Regions from separate parts of the Gasterosteus aculeatus genome. Here region 1 is linked to region 2. The links are chromatin contacts, called in public Hi-C maps. All regions are on one chromosome and are shown on one strand. Each heading gives the region's core, a stretch centred on a gene start, on an enhancer-like site or on the middle of the called end of the contact. The rest is flanking DNA. Distances are from core to core; before and after follow the strand shown.

Evidence for each region. Hi-C and Micro-C count contacts between places; a contact is called where the count stands out from the background.
Region 1: a Hi-C map of whole body shows a contact between it and region 2, with 13 times the contacts expected there. The contact joins the promoter of edn1 here to the promoter of smim13 in region 2. A contact is called at or near these places in 3 of 6 Hi-C or Micro-C datasets (skeletal muscle and whole body).

The regions. Positions count from the first base shown.
Region 1 is chr10:4,125,462-4,129,521 of fGasAcu3.hap1.1, reverse strand. edn1 (endothelin 1) reads right to left here and starts at 1,541. Exons shown (of 5, transcript XM_040187992.2): 1 at 1,282-1,541; 2 at 946-1,099; 3 at 594-722; 4 at 335-433. The coding sequence starts at 1,471. All of the region lies in intron 2 of LOC120826063 (a long non-coding RNA gene), which reads left to right.
Region 2 is chr10:3,992,583-3,997,046 of fGasAcu3.hap1.1, reverse strand. It overlaps smim13 (small integral membrane protein 13), which reads right to left and starts at 2,759. Exons shown (of 2, transcript XM_040189156.2): 1 at 2,126-2,759; 2 at 1-903. The coding sequence starts at 2,201. The coding sequence ends at 713.

The sequences.
Region 1 (4,060 bases), core at 292-2,791, 130 kb before region 2:
ACGGGTGGTATTCAGCAGACCGTCACCGGCGTTCAGGCCAATGGATGAAGAACACACTCCTTCTGCTGCCAGCTGATGGCCCTCCTCTTCTTAATGTTTAATGGTGTTTGTGCTCTATAGCCCACATTACTCAAACTGAGTCTTCTAGTCTTCTATTCTTCAATCTCAGGGTTTTATATCCTGCTTTAGACTTCATCTTGGAAGTCCTGCCTGTGTCTTAATCTCTGCAGGCTCACCATGCAAAATAAATAAACGGAATAAGTTCCCTGAGAGGGAGTGACTTTCTAATTACACGAGCGTTTCTTTCTGCCAACAGTTTTTGAGACTTTCTTACCTCTTAATCGTGTCCGTGTCGCCCGCCAGCTTGAGTTTGCACTGCGGCCCCGCACACGCACCGGCCTCGGCGGCGCGCATCGCCGTGTCCGTCTCATACCTGCGATCACACAGAGAAAACCCCCCCGCGGTGAGAAGAGGGGTCCGGTCTCACGGACAGGTGCCGCACCGACTCGTTTCTAGCGTGGCTGCGCGCGTGTCTTATTGCTGTGCACGAGGCGCGTGAGGAGCTGATAGCTGGGTTTGGGGGGGGCTGGTACCTGGGGGGGCTCTCCAGCTGGCAGAAGTTTGTGCAGGTCACGTCGTTTTGGCGCAGACACTGGCAGCGAGGATCCGCGAGCGCGCGCCTCGTCCGGGGAGCGCTGCCCAGTCCGTACGCGACCACGCGCCTGAACGCAAAGGGGACAGAAGCAGGTTAAAACCAACGAGACTCCAATATTATACATTTATAAATCAAAACGCACCAAGAGAAAACTATCATTTTGCTTTATTTGCAGTTAAAAGATCGCCTCCAATTAATCGATACTGAATATTTGCTCATTAATCTTCTGTCCGGTATTTCTGAAGTGTCTCCACTGGAGACGCGTGTTGGACCCGTTGCTGTGGACTTACTCAGGAGTGTTGACCCATATGATGTCCAGGTGGCAGAAGTAGACGCACTCGTTGTCCAGGAAAGTGGCGCAGGAGCAGCGTTTGTTGCGCACATGGCGCCGCGGCGGCGCGTCGGTGGAGGCAGCGGGTGTCTGCGCTGCGGGCGCCGACAGCACTGAAACAAGATGATCGGGATCAAAACAATGCCCCGTATTTTGACCCAACTGTATTTCACGATGCTTTGCGGCCATGATTCACATTGGAAGTGGAAAAGTAACACAGGTGGTATCAGACCAAAGGGGTGAGCTGAAGTGAAACTGAAGGTGTAATAAAGGGTTTAAATAGGTCGAAAGTTACCTGCGCAGATAATCCAGGTGTGCATCAGTGACAACGCGGAAATCCAAATGCACATGTCCATGACTCCAGTCCTCGAGAGAGCGAGTAATCCTCCAGTAGTGGCCAAAATAACCATCCAGTGTATCAGTCCGACGCAAAGGGACCCGGTGATGCTCCTCTGATCGGCAGGCTCTCTGTCAATGTGGCCCATATGTGCAGCCCTTTGACTTTATACACCAGCTCTCCCCCCTCCCCTCCCCTCCCTCCCTCCCTCCCTCCCCTGCAGCGGCGCGCAGCTGTGTCCTTTGGGCTCACACGCAGACACGCAGCTTGTTAGTGGCCGTGACACCGAGCTGAGCAGGTCCAGTGGGCTTCGGATCCGTATCGGGGGATGGAGAACCGCCCCCGCCTGGGTGGATGGAAGACCCCCCACCTGGGTGGATGGAGGACCCCCGCCTGGGTGGATGGAGGACCCCCGGCTGGGTGGATGCGACCTGTATGTTGTCGGACTCTAGTGTTGGAATTGCACTTCTGAGCCGGCAGGTGGCAGCAGAGCGACAGGACGGATGTCTGAACCGCTGCTGTGCACAGGGACGTTTACGTGTTATAGAAATATAAAGTGTACGAAGCACAGATATGAAGTGCTTGATTTAATTAGTACTGAAGAAGCAGTGCGGAGTACAGCTCAAGGGGAGTTTGTATTCAACGTTGAGAGAATGTAAACTTATTTAGCAAGGAAGACAAACGATATAAGATAACTTTATATTTTTCTATTTATTAAAAATGTAATAAAGGGGATATATATATATATATATATATATATATATATATATATAACAACAGGGAAAATCTAAAGAGCAGCCATTTACTGCAAAATGTACAACATTGAATTTGTCCAGGAATACAGAGAGGAGGTGGGAAAGAGAAAATACAATTAAACGCTATAATAATAAGATTGGCTGAGTTTAGAGACTTCTTAAGATACTCGTGATTAAACAATGGTTCCAAACAAACTAATAACTAGCTGGGGTCTCCCGTTAATTCTCGCATGTGCATCAAATATGCCCCTGAAGTGAAAATAGAATATCAAAATGCTAAAATACTACCTTGTAGATGTTCTGGCTTGCAACAGTAAAGGCATGTCAGCCCTTCAAAGGCAGGGATGCTGTCAAACTAGAGAGCCATCGCCTCTGTGCACACGTGCTGCCTGTAGAGGGAGCCCTTTGTCTCCAGAATAGATAATGCAACGTCGTCTTTCTGGAGATTTCATATTTCAACGGGTAATCAAGAGGCATCAGCCAGTGCTTGAAATGCACATGTGTACGTATCAAAGTACTTTAGGAAGTATTCATTTGAACTGATTCTGTTGTCATACGTTAACCATTTTGAGTCAATATAAGGCCCCTTTTGCGCTGTACCTTGTGTTCCACAATTGCTGTTCTGTTTATTAATGATACAAAAAACAAGCTCTCTGAGGCCCGATATGTCCAGAGCTCACAGGAGACGGACAGGAGACGGACAGGAGACAGCAGATAGAATGAGAGAGCTGACGTGATGTGTCATTGTCCAATTTTCTCCAGTTCGATTTTTAAAAATGTATTTTATTTATTATTTTTGAGTGTTTCTGTCTATTTCTCTTATCAGTACGTTTCCTTTACTTGGATATACATTGTAAAGGGTCTTTGGGTTCCAAGCGCTTTAAAAAACAAAACCATTATTGTTGTTGTTGTTGTTGTTTCCTCAGCACTAGCAGACCACGGCCTCTAGGGGGCTCTCTCTGCTTTGCTGCAGCTTCCTGAGGAGGGGGGAGAACTCTTTGTTAAAGACAGGTTTCCCTCATTGACGGCCTGACAGTGTTTGTTCACGTATTGAGGATTTATTTATATTTTTCTTGTAGGTGGTACCAGTAAAACTAATATAATTATTTATTCATCAAGTAAGTGCCATCGGTTTGATTGGCTTTTAATGAAGTGGTGTCATTTTAATGGGCACACAGTTGTCTCCTCCTGAACAATTTCATATCATAAAAATCTCATAAACAGTACATTATAAAAAAAATGTCAAATGTCATTATAGTTCGTTTCAAAAAGTCCTAGTAAAAATGCCACGTGAAGTGGAATATAATAAGTAATTTTGTAGTATCTCATCGAAGTTCCATAAAACGGTTATTATAGTTTGTTGGAATAAACGTCACAGCGTAATGATTCAGTCAAAATGAATAAACAATATGATAGACTGCTTTTATATAATTTAAAATTGCTAAAAACATGTATATTGTACCATAAAATATAATTAAGAAATGTGGTGTCAAAAAAGACACAATATAAATGACATGATAGTATGCAATCAAGACAACTCATAGTACAGTTTGTCCAAAACCAGTCTCAGGATAGCAGGACACAAATAAAACGGTAATGAAACGGCGTTACGGCTGGACTACAGTAAAGCCAGCCGGGGGCTCAGGTCCCTGCAGGGAACCAGGCTTCGACCGTAGCGAGGGGGTATGAGAATGTGCCCGGGACGGCTCAGTCTACGATCTGGAGAGGTGACGGGGTCCCAAGCAGGTTTTTATTTAACAGACACACAATGACACACACGCACACATCAAAGTGACAGATGAGGAGACTGGAGGCTTAATGGATGGATGTTGGGAGACGAGATTGCGAGCGTTTTTGTGCGCATGTAAAAAAAAACTAATATAGTGGGTCATAAAGAAGACATTGAATAACTTGGAGTACTATATAGTATTTGATGTACATGCAATAATGTTGAGGAAAATGTCCTGGGAAAAGTTGTTGAT
Region 2 (4,464 bases), core at 1,510-4,009:
GCCCCGACGCCGACCTTCTCCTGGCCCCTCTTCAAGTACAAATCTATACAATTCGATTCAAAAGGGTGAAGGAGAAGTGGCAAGAAAGACATTTCCCGTTTTACACAACTGGAAGTCATTTGTCCTCTTCGTCTTGGAGCGAGACAGTTTTCCCCCCCGTGGATGGAAGCGCGCAGAGAAGCAAGTAAATGACGGCGTAAACATTCATTTCATTGCACAAGAAAAGAAAGTTATCAGTTTGTACAAATCCCCGCTTCAGTTGTTGTCTATGATTTCTATTTTTTTTTTTTACATTTATCTGGCTTACTTGGTACAAAATAGGACTTTGTTCTGTTGGAAACACAAGATTAAAACACGCAGGTTTAAGAGCGTTAACGCGTCTCTCTCTCTAGTGACGGAGCATCTTCACACTACGCGTGGGTGCAGGAGGCAGCGCGGCTCGTCCCCACTACGGGAACACAGGAGGTCCAGACTCGCTGCCCCCTGCATAGTGACACACGTGAACAGCTGACGGAAATGGCTTTTCCCTTTGAGAGCAGGCGACGCGGCCGCTGGCTTTAAAGTGTCGTGGTGAAGAGGAGGGCTGAGTACCGGCCCTGCACGTGGTCCTTGTGTAGTGTAGCAGGGCTTCTGATTGATCACACACACCGCTTGTAGAGGCTGGTGGCGGCGAGAGGGGGTGGGGTTGGTGGCGGGATACGCTGTGGGTGACCTATGAAAGGCTTTCCTGAGAGGCGACTCTTTGGCGTGCGGACCTGGGCCGGCCTCGGGGCGCGGCGCTCGCTGTGCGCTCGCTCTTGGACTCGGACGGCTGCGACTGGGCTGGAGGGGTGCTGGCGTCCCCCACCAGCTCCCGCAGGAACTTGAACTTGGACAAGAAGAGCTGCCAGACTACAAACCAACCTGAGGGGCAGAGAAGAGACAAACAGCCATTTACAGGAGTAGTGACAGCGATTCACCAAAGAAAATCCAGTACGAACATGAACTTCAGACTTTAAAGTTCAGTAAATCTCAGCTGTGTCAGCTGGTCCTAAAAAGGTCCCAATAGATTTACTTCAGACCAGACACAGGGACTGAGTGGACTACAGGTCATCATCTAATGGCGATGTGCCAGGAGCCCTCTGGGTTTGTTAGGAGGCTGTTTTTCTGGCAGTGCAACACTGTCACCTTGTGTTTAAACCGAGGACGTCGAGCAGAACTCAGAGTTCTGTTCCAGCGATGACGTTTCACCTGACTGGGAGACTTTGGCTCAGAAACCGGCCTCTTTTCCCCTGAACAAACCAGACGCCATCGTCATGTACTGTCTGCCATGTCTGATGAAGTTATGTTGCTGCCAGTTCCTCTTTAACTCGCCGTTTACATTAAACACAAAAATAAATGCAACAATCTGTGAATCAGATAAAAATATACAAAAATATATAGTTTGTATTTTTTAAATTCAAAATGCAATTTTAAGTTGAGATGTGAGATACATTATTGCATTGTGAACATTGCAATGAACTGTAGAGATTCATGCGATTGAAAATGATAATAACAACATCAATGGTACAATTATATAACGCATGCAGGGGCCGATTTTTAAGAGAGGTGCTTCACTTTTGTTACAGAACACGTGCAGATAACACTTCCTCCATTGCTACTTTAATTAAGTAAATAAATTGGAGTGTCTGAACACCAGGAGCTACAGGAAGTGGGCCCAGTTTCCCATGAGAGGCCCCAGCTGGGGCCCTCGCCTCCGCACACACACCGCACTGTGCGCCCCACAGGTGCGCAGCCGGACTCCTCAGGTACGAGAGGGACAACAACACAGGCCGGAGAGCAGCACTCGTCCTTATGTTCGGACTTGCGACTAAAAATAGCAACTGCTTACTGACGCGGAAACTTGCGGGTCAAAGACACCGAACACGGGAACGAAGAGTCGAACGTTTAGGGGGGGAACACGTCCTAGGAAATAGGACGTGTAGGAAATAGGACGTGTTCCCGTCCTATTTCCTAGGACGTGTTCCCGTAGGAAATAGGACGTGGTCCCGTAGGAAATGGGACGTGAGCTAGCGAGTGTTTCGTGCTTCGACAACAGAAGCGCGGCGGCTCGCTCGCAGCGCGTAAACGCGACGTCTCAGCTCACCGAACAGCATGAAGAGGAGCGCGCACACCAGCGTGGCCACGATGACCAGCAGCGTGAGACCAACACTCTGCCACATCTTAGCTGGACCCCGCAGACCAGCAACAGCATAAGGAGGCGGCCGCGCGGTGTCTTCTGCTCCGCGGACACTCGGCTAGCCGCCCGGACGAGAGGAGGGGGGGGGGGGAACAAACGCACCAGCTCGGCTGCTAGCCTCGGGCTAGCTAAGTCAATGCTAGCTAGCGCTAGCTGGTGAGCCGTGAGTCCCGCACGCGGACTGCGGGCTTAGCCGACGTTCAGCGGGGTCAAGTCGTCCCTCTACGTGCTACATAACTGCAACATGCGTTTAATAGCTGACGACACTCGGTTAAGACAACAAACACAGCGTCATCACACCGGGACTGACTGCGCACGCGCGAGGTGCAGTTGGCTTCTGGGTAGTGACGTTTATTGGAGATGGAACCTGTAGTTTTAGCTCTGCGTCCAGAATAAGCAAGAACATGTAAACGAGAGAGATAAGATGCGCGAATAAAACAAACTTATATTATTACTTATATTATATATTAAAGAACGAACGTTTTCAGCGAGGGAGGTTTGTTTAGTAGCACCTTCCAACAGCAACGCAATGAAAAGTGCTGCTCTTATCAGTCTTAGAGAGCATGAAAACACTAGTGCTATTATTCAAAGATCCAGCAGGTGGAGACTTCATCAAAGATCTGTGATCCCCTGAATAGATCACAAGTAAAACACACGTTTCCTGGGAAACTGTAGGCTCTTTCGTGCATTTCTCAGATCAAAAGTGCAATTGTTGATACCACTTGTACAAATTCCAAATCATCTAGTCACGTGTGCACATCATTAAAGCAATTTCTCCCAATTTCCTTTGAACAAATTGCAATTGCTTAGGTACATTTTGCAATTGATAATGTACAAGTGTCAGCTTTTTTTCACATTTTCAATTGCTCATCTCATGTTGAAAATATAGTAGATGGTTCTCTCTGGTTGAATAGTCTTACCCCTCAAAACATCTAGGCATTTGTTCCTTGCATAAGCCTTTACATGCAAAATTGTTGAACGGTTTGTCATCAACTGTCAAGCATATAGTTTTACACATTTCTAGAAGACCTTTTGTATAAAACATTGCAGGCAGACCGGGACGTCTGGATGTGTAGAGACAGCGCTAGAACAGTGCTGGGGGCAAAGTTGTGCCTTAGGTGTGTCCTGTGCTTTTCTAATTTAGTTTTTTTTTTCGTTTGTGCCCCTCGTCTTTTTCTTACTGTAAAGTATTTGGGGGGGGGGGGGGGTTTCTTTCATAAAGTAGCAGTAGTAAAAGCTGGAGAAAACTATCCTGTCCAGTCTCTTTCAATCTATAACCCACATACAGTAATATGAAAATAGTATTGACATTGATATATGCCATAGAAGTGCAGCCTTGTGCATTTTCATACAGTAACTGTCAAACTGTAGCCTAAGTTTATCATTCTGATGACACTGACATGATCATTGGCATGAATGTTTACTTTTGTGAGATGTACTAAGCGATTTAGTGACTGACTAGTTTTAGAGACATACAGTGCATCCGGAAAGTAAGCGCTTTAAACAAGTATTGTTTAAAGCGCTTCAATTTTCCACATTTTGTTATGTTACAGCCTTATTCCAAAATAGATTAAATTCATTATATTCCTTAACGTTCTACACACAACAACCCATAACGACAAAGTGAAAACTTGTTTTTTGCAAATCTGTTAAAAATAAAGAACAAAAAGATAACATGTACATAAGTATTCACAGCCTTTGCTCAATACTTTGTTGAAGCACCTTTGGCAGTAATTACAGCCTCAAGTCTTCTTGGATGTGATTCCACAAGCGTGGCACGCCTATTTCTGAGAAGTTTCTCACATTCCTCTTTGCAGAACCGCTCAAGTTCCATCAGGTTGGATGGGGAGCGTCAGTGCACAGACGTTTTCAGATCTCTCCAGAGATGTTCAATCGGGTTCAGGGCTCTGGCTGGGCCAATCCTGACTCGTCTCCCAGTTCCTCCCGCTGAAAAACATCCCCACAGCATGATGCTGCCACCACCATGCTTCACTGTAGGGATGGTATTGGCCAGGTGATGAGCAGTGCCTGGTCTCCTCCAGACATGACACTTGGCATTCAGGTCAAAGAGTTCAATCTTTGTTTCATCAGACCAGAGAATTTAGTTTCTCATGGTCTGAGAGTCCTCCAGGCGGGCTGTCATGTGCTTTTTACTGAGGAGTGGCTTCCGTCTGGCCACCAAACAGGCCTGATTTGTGGAGTGCTGCAGAGATGGTTGTCCTTCTGGAAGGTTCTCCTCTCTTCAT